3 separate regions of the Drosophila melanogaster genome follow, and all the other regions are linked to region 3. The links are chromatin contacts, called in public Hi-C and HiChIP or PLAC-seq maps. All regions are on one chromosome and are shown on one strand. Each heading gives the region's core, a stretch centred on a gene start, on an enhancer-like site or on the middle of the called end of the contact. The rest is flanking DNA. Distances are from core to core; before and after follow the strand shown.

Evidence for each region. A called contact is a pair of places that touch in the nucleus more often than the background predicts. HiChIP or PLAC-seq counts read pairs in DNA pulled down with a chosen protein or histone mark.
Region 1: a contact with region 3 is called in a Hi-C map of the Kc167 cell line, with 4 times the contacts expected there. The contact joins the promoter of Men-b here to the promoter of spz in region 3. A contact is called at or near these places in 4 of 107 Hi-C or Micro-C datasets (the Clone 8 cell line, the Kc167 cell line and the ML-DmBG3-c2 cell line).
Region 2: a Psq HiChIP or PLAC-seq map of the Kc167 cell line shows a contact between it and region 3, with 6 times the contacts expected there. The contact joins the promoter of CG31075 here to the promoter of spz in region 3. A contact is called at or near these places in 1 of 1 datasets of contacts at CTCF or cohesin (the Kc167 cell line), 21 of 107 Hi-C or Micro-C datasets (the Clone 8 cell line, the D17-c3 cell line, the Kc167 cell line and 8 more) and 3 of 6 datasets of contacts at active chromatin or transcription factors (the Kc167 cell line and the S2 cell line).

The regions. Positions count from the first base shown.
Region 1 is chr3R:27,150,085-27,153,497 of dm6, reverse strand. Men-b (Malic enzyme b) reads right to left here and starts at 1,836. Exons shown (of 7, transcript NM_143702.4): 1 at 1,592-1,836. The coding sequence starts at 1,608. CG6051 reads left to right here and starts at 2,429. Exons shown (of 5, transcript NM_001300627.1): 1 at 2,429-3,104. The coding sequence starts at 3,069.
Region 2 is chr3R:26,986,063-26,990,002 of dm6, reverse strand. CG31075 reads left to right here and starts at 1,486. Exons shown (of 5, transcript NM_170304.2): 1 at 1,486-1,595; 2 at 2,665-2,769; 3 at 2,841-2,941; 4 at 2,999-3,570; 5 at 3,634-3,940. The coding sequence starts at 1,560. It overlaps CG31076, which reads left to right and starts at 151. Exons shown (of 4, transcript NM_170305.2): 1 at 151-246; 2 at 315-551; 3 at 630-778; 4 at 836-968. The coding sequence starts at 217. The coding sequence ends at 968.
Region 3 is chr3R:27,068,273-27,072,010 of dm6, reverse strand. It overlaps spz (spatzle), which reads left to right and starts at 1,941. Exons shown (of 6, transcript NM_001144644.2): 1 at 1,941-2,867. The coding sequence starts at 2,802.

The sequences.
Region 1 (3,413 bases), core at 587-3,086, 82 kb before region 3:
AACGGACTAGATCAGTTAATTAAAAACAGGTTCTGATTATGCAACACTCTTACTGTAATCGAAGTGCCAAGCGAAGATCATATATTATAAGATACCCTATAATTTTGACCCCTGCTGTTTGGTTTTTGCTAGCTGGCAGTTCGAATAGATGGTGCTAATTACGAGAGAGGCAAATATCGCGGGACAGAGGCGTGTGACTAATTTGTGTTTGCGGTTCATTGATGGAATCATGCTCGCGGGGAGTGGAATTGGGATTGGCAGAGGGTCGGTATCGGTGTCGTTGCTGGATTTTGGTCAAGTTGAAACCGGTTAGTGACGTGCGCCGGGCTGGAAACCCCGAGATCCCTTGCACCGACAAAAGGCGAGCACTTTGGGTTGATAATTATCGTTTAGGTAACGCTATCACTCGTCAATTTTTTCCATTTATTTGAATGGCACTCACATGAGCCCCCACCACGTCGAGTGCTAAACAATTTCGCATATCTGAGCCAAATACACGGAATAAGTGCGTGTCGTAAATGATACCCCCATACTCCGAGTGCTACCAATAATTATTTTTAGGGTCTTAAAAGCCCTAAGAACTGGAGTCTGAAGGAAAAAGCTGGGCAAGTTCATTAAACTCTTTACGTCTTTCCATTTTTTGTTAGCCAAATTTCTGGCTAACGGTTTGCGTGGGAACGAGAGGCAAGATAGCAGACCAGCTGAAAACATTCTTGATGAACTTGGCAACGAAAAACGCTGACAGCGGCGAAACAAAGCACACATTTTTTCGGTATATGCACTAAATTTAGAATTCCGCCAGACCATCTTTCGAATATATGTCCATGTCCATGGTATTGAAGGTGTTGTGTTTTCGCTACACAGGAAACAAAATGTTTTCGATTGTAAAAGTATGATGATAAACTTTCCATTCCTTTTTTTTTCTTAGAATACTACTAAACAATGGAATACATTCGTATTTGTACTTCCTATCCAACTGTGAATCATAGAAAATTCATACGAATTATGTGCGGCGATATTCCTCCACCGAAGAAAAGCAAAATTAAAGCACATATACTTATGATACGTAGCACCCCGTTTCTCTCTCTGCAGCCCATTGATTTTTTCAGCTGTTTCTTGTTTGGCAGCCAAAAAACGAAGACATGCATGTTCGAAAACGCTTATGCAATTGCAAGGGAAAAGTGAAAATTCTGAAAACAGCTGTTCACCGAACGGGACCAGCAAGTGCGAGAAAGGGAGGGAAGCCGAAGGGTCAATGCCAGGCCATGTGCGATTCCCAATCGGAATCCCTCTCGCTCGCACATAGCGCTTCCCAGTGAAAACGAAAGCTGCGCAGCAAAAGGAGGAGGAAAAGAGAAGGGGAAATGGGATGATATACTATGTGAATATATTGTATATATACACGGACGCCTTGGCGGCCGCTCGTCTGATCCGAGTGACTAGGTCACTGGGCTACCAGCTGGGGCAGTTGCTCCTCCCGCATCGTGAAATCTTACATAATTTGCGCCCGAGGCACACACACACCCACGCGCACACAAATCCTTCGAGGCGAGTCCTTGCATAAAAAACCAAACGAAAAAGAAAAGCTTACCTGGGTCGTGAGAACATTTTTATGTCGTATAATTGCTTTCCGTTGCGCTGCTAATATCACTGCTCTTGTGTCAGTCAAATCCGTTTGACAGTTGTCCGGCTACAAAGGGCTAATACTTTCGGTGGCGTACGGTAACTTTGCAATGCGACGCGGTCAGCGACAACGACGATTTTCCAGGAATAAAATTATAGCTCTGCGCGCGGATTTTAACCCACCCCAACAACTTACGAAAACGACACTAGTGACCAAGCGACGCGAAAGCGCCAGCGAAACTTGAATGGCACTAAAAAATGACAGATGTGCGAGGCGAATGCAGGGTGCGGTACTCCACTGGCGGACAGTGCGCACTCGAACCTTTTCGAACGGACAAGCAGTGGGGAAGCGAACCTGTTAGCCTAAAGTTTAGTTCACTTTCGAACTTTGAGTAAATTTAAAGCGTTTCAAGCCGTAAATGTTTGTACCCATTCTAATTTATTCATTAAGCTATGTGAAATACAACATTATATATTATGTAATAATTAATTATTATCATTGTTAATATTATTATTTTATTATTATTATTATTAATTTATTATTATTATTATTATCATTAATTAATTATTGATTAAAATTATTCAATGTGTTTATACTAAGCTGATTTTGGCAAATACGAATGTTAATAGTTCGAATTCGACAGTTTACCAACTTTAGTGATAAGATATACAATTAGCTATAAGCTTATGTCAAACATTGAAAATCCAACAGTACAACAATATCGCATTGCTAGTGTGAACGGTGTAGGATAGTTTTTACACGTCCTCAGCATTTTCCCCCGAACCGAAGAGCGCCATACTCTTGGCAGTACTAATCGCAGACCCCGCCGACTGGTCACATTAATCGAAAAAAAAACTTTGCTGCGAACGCACGGACGCTCCGCTGTCGACGGAAATCGCATCGCAACGCGAAGGGCGGATGAGTGCTGCGCGAGTTTAATGGAAAAGTTTGCAATCCGAGTCGCCCGACATTCGAGTGGTCAGCCTCCGCTTTGACGCACTGCCTCTGCAGGCCGCCACAGGACAACCGACGCAGTTTCCGCGAGGGAAATGCAGCTCCACCTAATGCGACCGCAGAGTCACGCGTGTGAGGAGCACGAAAAGTGAAAAAGCAAGAAGATAGAGCAGAACAACAAAAGGCAGGAAAGCAAAGTGCGAAGAGGCCAAGGCATTTAAACAAAATTCACAATAAGTGTTAAAATCAGTAATGTGCATTTAGCAGTTGCCAAACAAATAGCATTTTTCTTTGTTTTGTTTGGCTCGTACGCACTTGTGTTGGTGTACAGTGCTAGTGAGTGAGTGAGTGAGTGCGTGTGTTTGTGTGCGCGAGAGCAAGGACAACAAGAAAGAGCAGCGGAAGAGGAGAAGACGAGGAGCAGGAGCAGGAGGGGAGGAGGCAGAGCAACAACTGTGGAGCTGCAGCTGGAAAGAAACAACCTCCTGCGATGGACACGTTTAAACGCTGGCTAAACAAACCCAAGGTACAGTTTTTGTTTTCTGCTCCTATTTTCGCATAAATGATGAAAGATAGCCCGATTAGTAGTGCCCTCTTATCACTGACACAAAAAACAAACAACAAAAACAAGAGAGAGCGCAGCGCAATTAATTAAAATAGTGAGCAGAGCGCGATAGAGAGAGAGAGCAACAAATGGTGTCAAATGTGCCTGTGTGTGTTTTAACTGTGCCGTTGTGACGTCAGCCTTTGGCCCTGGCTCATTCTCATTATAGGCTAGCGCCCTCTCGCTCGCACCCTGTTAGCCAGCTGGGTTTTAACCGCATTTTCGTTTCCG
Region 2 (3,940 bases), core at 237-2,736, 82 kb after region 3:
ATGATTATCAACAAAAATCTTATATAAAAGCATATGCCCAGAAAAATCATGTATGTAGGGTATTTAAAAAATTAAAATGAAAAAATAAAGAGACAGTCCAAAAACAAAAGCATTCGGCTACGGAATGCAGCACAATCGAGCACTCATTTCAGTTGCTCACGAGGAGATCGCCGGTGAGGTATCTCGCTAACCACAGATACGATTTATCTCAGAGCAATGGAAAGGCCTGAAAATAACGACAGTCAGGTAGGAAAATCAAGCTTATCTAGCCAAGATTAAAAGTCGTATCTCTTTTATTTTGTCTACCGGTTTAGCTCATTTTGGTGCAACAGAATTTACGAACACTGCCCCAGGAATTAGTTAAGAAGCATGCTGATCATGTAGAGCAACTGGATCTAAGTCACAATTGTCTAAAGGATCTGTCTTGGTTGGCGGACTTCGAGCAGCTGCGTCATTTGGTGCTGGACAGCAATCGCATGCATGAGGCTCATTTGAGGACACTGACTTGCCCGCTGCCACAATTGGAAGTACTGATGCTCAACAAAAATGAGGTGAAGCCACAGAATCACAGTTCAATTGCTGTATATTAGAAATAAACGTCGAAAATTGCAATTTCTTATCGATTCCAGTTCAGTGACCTGCCGACGACAATGCGACTGATCAGAAAGTTCTTTCCCAATCTGCAGTATTTGAGCCTCCATGGCAATCCGATCTGCCCGGATGGCTTGGAACTGCAGCCGTTCTCCACATACCTGCGCTACGACTACGAGTACTATAGGTGGGTGTGTCTGTTACAATATTGATCTATCTATACATAGCTGCCGATCTGTTTCAGCAACTACATTGCACAGTCGCTGAGTAAACTGAAATTTCTGGATCATGGACTGGTTCAACGCACCTACAAATACGAAAGTTTCCCCATAAAAAATTACAATGGCAAACAGCTTATCCAGACGACAAGTGTCTGAAATTATAAGCAAATAAGACTATTTAACCTATTTATATTTAATGAAGTAAATTTTAAAACTCCCTATATTACCCATTGATCTATTAATTGAAGTTTGGGCATTTTATACAAGCTAAAGTATAAGACCACATCCTAGACACAATCCGTATAAGACAGTGTCTTGGATATCTAGCCAAGACATCAACCGCTCCCAAAAGCTTACAGTGGTCAAATTACAAACAAGTGTCATTAATAATTTTTTGTGATAAATCAATATCACCAAGTATAGTAAAAATAAATGTAGTATTAAAAACAATATATTTAACTAAAAATTCTGATATAACCATATTTAAGCCATATAACTTAAAGAATCGATGGACAATCCGTACACATTGTAGGGCACTTGTATATGCCGGCCGGCAAATGATAATTCAGAGGAGGACCACAAGCAAAGTGAGAATCTGATGAACGGCAGTGCAAAACAAATCGCTGATAGCCAGTTATCGGGGCTCTATATAAATCGGCATCTGGCAGCATTTCAGTTTCAGTTTCGCGACGTCTCCCAGACAGCCGGTTTCTATTCCAGTTCTTGAAGGTGTATATATCGCTCAATATGGCCGATCCCAACGCCAAGCCCAAGTACACAAAAGTGAGTATAAATATTGTGTGTGGGCAGCTGTCTATTAAATAATGCAAATCCCTCTTACTGCGCTGCACTTAAGCTAGGTGCATTGAACTTCCACTTTCTGCATTACAAGTTAAATGATTTAAAGTAAGCTGCCTAGTGAAACACATCAAACTCGTTTGTGTCGCAATTTAAGTACATATGTACAAATACTTGCAATTTTGGCCTCCTTACGCATATGTACGATTATTTTAAAAAAAAAACAGCAATTAGTTTGTTCGGAGATAGAGGGCTTAAATTGTTATCAACAGATGTGGGATGAAAAAAATAAACAGATTCGAAAAAAAAAAAAAAAAAGAAATAGAGCAATAATAATTAAGATGTTTGCTATGCTGATAAGAAAACATTCGTTGGGGACCAACATGAACTTTTTTCTGATACGAATAAGACTTTGAACGCTCATTTACAATGGCGAAATTATGAAAAAATATTATATATAAAAGAAAACTAATCAATTAGTCGAATATTTAATAAAGATTCTTTCTCTGTAAAGTAAAAACTCCTTATAATGCCCTTATTTTTAACGCCCACTTCTCTATATTCATTATTGTTTCCAATTGATTACAATAAGCGGACTACTTTATCTTGAAAGTTTAAGAACGCTGGTCGTACGATTTCATATCGCCCAACGACCCATTATAATTTAAATCAACACTAGATAACAGCCTCAAACTGCTTTGGTTTATTGTCAACAGTTTTGTATTTTTTACATGCTCGACAATTTGGAATCGTGACTAGAATTACACTTTACAGTGTTTACATTATCGCGTGTCCCCGGCAAATTGAAATGGGCCAATCGGGGGGGTTGATAACTTGTTTGAGCGGATAAGTAATCGCTGACAAACTGGGCTAACAATGATGAACAAATTGCAAAAACTACTGGCACACCAATTGGCTGTTTCACGAAAGTGGTCGAAATTTGATCATACTTATGCCCAGTGCGAACCCAATTACTGTCAGGTGGCGGAAAAGATTCCATTGGTTCCATTTACTTTCCACTAAATCAAAACTCACTTGATTTATTTATTTATAGCTTTTCATCAACAATGAGTTCGTTGATTCGGTGTCGGGCAAGACCTTTGCCACCTTCAATCCGGCTACATCCAAGGAGATTGTCCAAGTCTCCGAGGGAGATAAGGTGAGTCCAGCATTCTCGAAAGAGATACGATGGTGAAATGTACCTGTTGATTATTCTTAATATTTTATTAGGCTGATATCGACCTGGCTGTGAAAGCGGCCAAGAAAGCCTTCCATCGCGACTCGGAATGGCGCAAATTGAGTCCTCTGCAGCGCACCAATTTGATGAACAAGTTAGTTTTACCCATAAATCACACGTAAATAAAGTATAACAATATAATCCCCTGCAGACTTTGTGCCCTGATGGATCGGGACAAGGCATTCCTGGCCAGCTTGGAGACCCAGGACAATGGAAAGCCCTACGCTGAGGCCCTCTTCGATGTGACCTACTCGATCCTGACGCTGCAGTACTACGCCGGCTGGACCGACAAGTTCTTCGGCGACACCATTCCCGCTGGAGGCTTTGTCTCCATGACCCGCAAGGAACCGGTGGGCGTGGTGGGCCAGATCATACCCTGGAACTATCCCCTGCTGATGCTGGCCTGGAAGTGGGGCCCCGCTCTGGCCGTCGGATGCACCATCATCATGAAACCCGCGGAGCAAACTCCTCTGACTGCCCTTCACATGGCTGCTTTGGCGAAGGAGGCAGGCTTCCCAGCCGGTGTGATCAATGTGGTCAACGGATTTGGTCCCACTGCCGGTGCTGCTATCAGTGCTCATCCTGATATTGCCAAGGTGGCTTTCACCGGCTCCGTGGAAATCGGTCGGATTGTCATGCAGGCTGCAGCCACGTCGAACTTGAAGAGGGTCTCCCTGGAATTGGGCGGCAAGAGCCCCGTTGTGGTCTTCGATGATGCGGACAGTGAGTTACTTATCTCTTTAAAACTTAAGCATAAACCTACTAATTCCTGCTTTCCCCCATTAGTTGACTTCGCCGTGGAAACCACCCACGAGGCTCTGTTCTCCAATCACGGCCAGAGCTGCTGTGCCGGCAGTCGCACCTACGTTCACGAAAAGATCTACGACGAGTTCGTGGCCAAGGCAGCTGCCAAGGCAAAGGCCCGCAAGGTGGGCAATCCTTTCGAGCAGAATGTGCAGCAGGGTCCCCAGATCGACGATGACATGCTGACCAAGGTGTTGGGCTACATCGAGAGTGGCAAGAAGGAGGGTGCCAAGTTGCAGGCTGGTGGCAAGAGGATCGGCAATGTCGGTTTCTTCGTTGAGCCCACTGT
Region 3 (3,738 bases), core at 692-3,191:
TTAGCTCATAAAAATACAATTTGGAAACCTCCTAAATATATGCACCACAAGCTTAATAGATCCCTAAAGTATGCAAGTAGATTTAAACAAGTTTGATGCAATCGTAATATATTGAAATGGTTTGTTCAGTTGAGGATTTAATTGATTTCTGAGAATTTTAGATTGTTTAGAACAGATATGTATGGGCATTACAATAATACAAAATTGCATCATCATGCAATTTAGTTATCTACTTACACAGCCCCCCTTCATTGCATTTTATTACGTACTAATTGATAAAGAAATTCTTATGAATCAACAGTGCAGCTGATGTTTCTACGAAATGGCCTCAACTCAGTCATTGGTGCATAATTCGGGGGAAAGGCTATGCTATGAGTAGATATGGCCAAGTAAAATGCATTCTGCTAAGAAGTTCCCGTTTTTCCATGGCGAACGACATCCACTTTGGGCCATAAACATAAGCACACAAGGTAGATCCATTCAGGCACGACTGCGTCAGATGCCGTTTACATGGCGATTACTTGCAGTGTGCGACTTAAAGATGCGGTTTTTTGTCCGCCGTTCTCGGAAATACCAATTGAGTCACCATCTTTCCCAAGCGCCTCAGCACGCTCCAAGGCGGCGACTGGCGGGCTAATTTAAGCGATTCGGATCTGCGGCTCCCATGACGCGTGCGCCAACGGAACTGGCGTTTGCGGCACCCGTTCGGAATATCAAATGTGTTAGAAATATTAGATGGGCTCCAACGTGGGGATAGTTTCATTGGTGGTGGTGCCGAGAGCAGAGCAGTTGTGCTCCGCGAGCTTTGATGCCGAGCTTTGGCCCGGCACCACTTTTACTTTCAGCAGCAACAAGTGCTGGCCGGCACCTTCTCACAGGTCAACTTGACCGACTGTGAGAAGCCCTACACTTGGCTAACATGGGTTTAGCCCGATAGAGAAGGTGGTAATCAACCACCCACTTGCCACAAAGTTTGGTTATTTTCAGCTCGGGGAAATTTCTATATTTTCGGGCTACCTATAAACTTGTTTTCTTTCTGGATTTAAATAAAAGTGATAATTCAATCGCTGCTTCTTTAAGTATACCTAATAAAAAAGCAATAAATCTCTAATCGCGTATGTTCAATAACAAGCGGACAGATAATAGTTAATTACTAAAATGGGTCGACGAAAAGGGCAAATTTGTACATAAGTGTTTATTAAGTACAGTATTCATTATTTCAAACGGAAACTTAATCATCCAAAATGCAGCTTTGATTGACTTCCGCAGATAACAAAGCTCTGACTTCGAGGCATCCAAACATTACTCTGTGGCTGCTCTAACTTTTTCGTAATATTTGTTTTAAAAAATTTTGCGATAACGAAGTTAATTTTTGGTGTCAAATGCCACTCAAACGATATGTACATTTTATGCAAAGCTTTATGGCAACTATGCTGATTAGAATGAATAAAATGTTTGTATGGAATTAGTTTTTGAAAGTATGTTTTTAACTTATGTGTTAAAATAGTACAATTGAGGGTTTGATATTCTTCTTAAAGCTCCAGTGATTTGTATTTGGTTTAACAACAGATGTAATTAAAAACGTTAGTCATTATAGTGTTAGTTTGATGTGCACTTACTTTTCTCCAAGTGTAATATGATTCAGATAATTCCGACTGGTAAAGTTTTTCGTGAAGCAGGCGCAATTAGTAGCACTGCTCGGAGTCAGCTGTGATAAAATCGCGGTCCGCTCGCCCAGACGTCCCGCTCCCTCGCACGACCCTCGCGCTCACTACCCATCCCGCTTCCACCGCCTCTGACCGGCGGCGTCTCGCTCGCGCACAGCGCCCGCTCCCGCTCACACTCTCGCAAGCTAGCTTAAAGCTGCACTTAAGCACTGAGCAATTGTTTGGGGGAGCAGACGAGTCGAGTCGGCGGCCTCTGGGCTCCACTTTTCATTTTCAGTTGCCTCCCAGACGTGCGCTCTCGCTGTCGTGTGTTCTCGATCGCGAGAAATCCAAATCGAAATCGCAGTCGAAATCGAACTTGGTTAATGCTTAACACTCTGCATGCCCGGGAGATATGGTGAAACTCTCGATCTGACCGGAAAATCCCAGCGCGCGTCGCTATAAACACTTAAGATCGGTGGCAGATGGTATCGGGCTTGAGGTCCATAAAAGCGCATTCATCTCGAGCTTTTCGTGTCACTCAAAGACGGCGCACAGAGCCGAAAAGTTGAAGACTCACATATCCTGCGATCAGCTACTTGGATAGCCCATTGCCCAGTTGCAAGCCAAATCGGTTATAAACGATATCAATATCGCGGCATTTCATCAGAGCAACCAAATCGAACCGATCCGAAAACGGTTCCACTAAAGCGGCGAGAGCGAAACTAAAGTGAAAAGCAAACCGACTAATTGAAGTGTCTGTCTGTGTGTCTCGCAAACGTGCAAAGGAAACAAACAAAACGGAATAGCCAACATATCACACAGAGCCACCGCACAAAATATTTATAAATAAATAAGAGGCAACAGTAACACCAGCTACCAGTATAAAGGCCCGGCATTAACATTTAGTCGTGCCAGTTTGTTTATTTTTTATATACGCAAAGCCCATAAAAAGAAAAAAACGCACAGATCACTAAAAAACAACAGCAGCCGGCGCTATAATAACAAAGTTGTAGAAATAAGAAAATTGGTATAAGACGCCACCGATCCGCCAATCACCTGCTATATACTATTACTAATCCCCGACGCAGACGTTCGCCGTCCGCAGAATCTATATATATTTATAAATCCAATTGATTAAGCCCGAGATCGAGCATGATGACGCCCATGTGGATATCGCTGTTCAAAGTCCTGCTGCTGCTGTTCGCCTTCTTTGCCACGGTGAGAAATTTACAATTTTACAAATTTCAAAACAGTCGAACCTCCATAAGGGAAACTTTCAAAAGAAGTTAAAGTTTTAAAATTTAAAGATCTTTGCGTCGAAACAATAATTTATTCCAAATCTATCTAATCTGATAAAAGGTTAAAGTCTCCTTGTCTTCTTAAGACAAGCACTTAAGATCTTAAGACTCCAGAACTTGATTTTTTGTTTATTTGAAACAGGTGCTCGCTTGTTCCAGTTATGAAAGTTCGACTGCATTTCTGTTTTTTTCTGTTCCGTGTTAATCTATGCTTAACATAACTGTCATTTCATTGCAATATATTTCGGGCTATGGGCTTTTTAGCTATTAAGATTTATTTTAGATTTTCCATAGTTGTTCTAGCAGTTCCATTAGCCGAAGGGCAGTTTCAAGTTTAAATTTAGTCACAGACTAGAAAACCTGTTCGCATTGCCAGCGGCAGGTTATGTGCAATTTTCATTCTCTATATGATAAATGCACATCATAGGCATTACAATAATATTAATTGACACAAACAATGCCAGACATTCTGCACACGACTTTGGAAGTAATTTACTGCCGGACAAATTGTATGATCATCTCTGTGAGAAAAGCAATTAGTTCGTATTAATGGCGTCGAATGTTAGAAAATCCGTTTGAAAAGCGCCCGAGAACTTTTGTCTTTCCGGTTTTCCGCGAATTCCGCAGCGGACCGGTTCTAAAGATCGTTTTCAGTTCTAGCTAAATTCCAATAGGTTCACGGAAAACCTAAAACTGTGATGGAAAAACGATCCAATGTTTGCCTTAGTTGCGTCTACGCCAAACACTGATGAACGCGTTTAAAAAAAGGTTGATTGCTAATTGATTGGGAA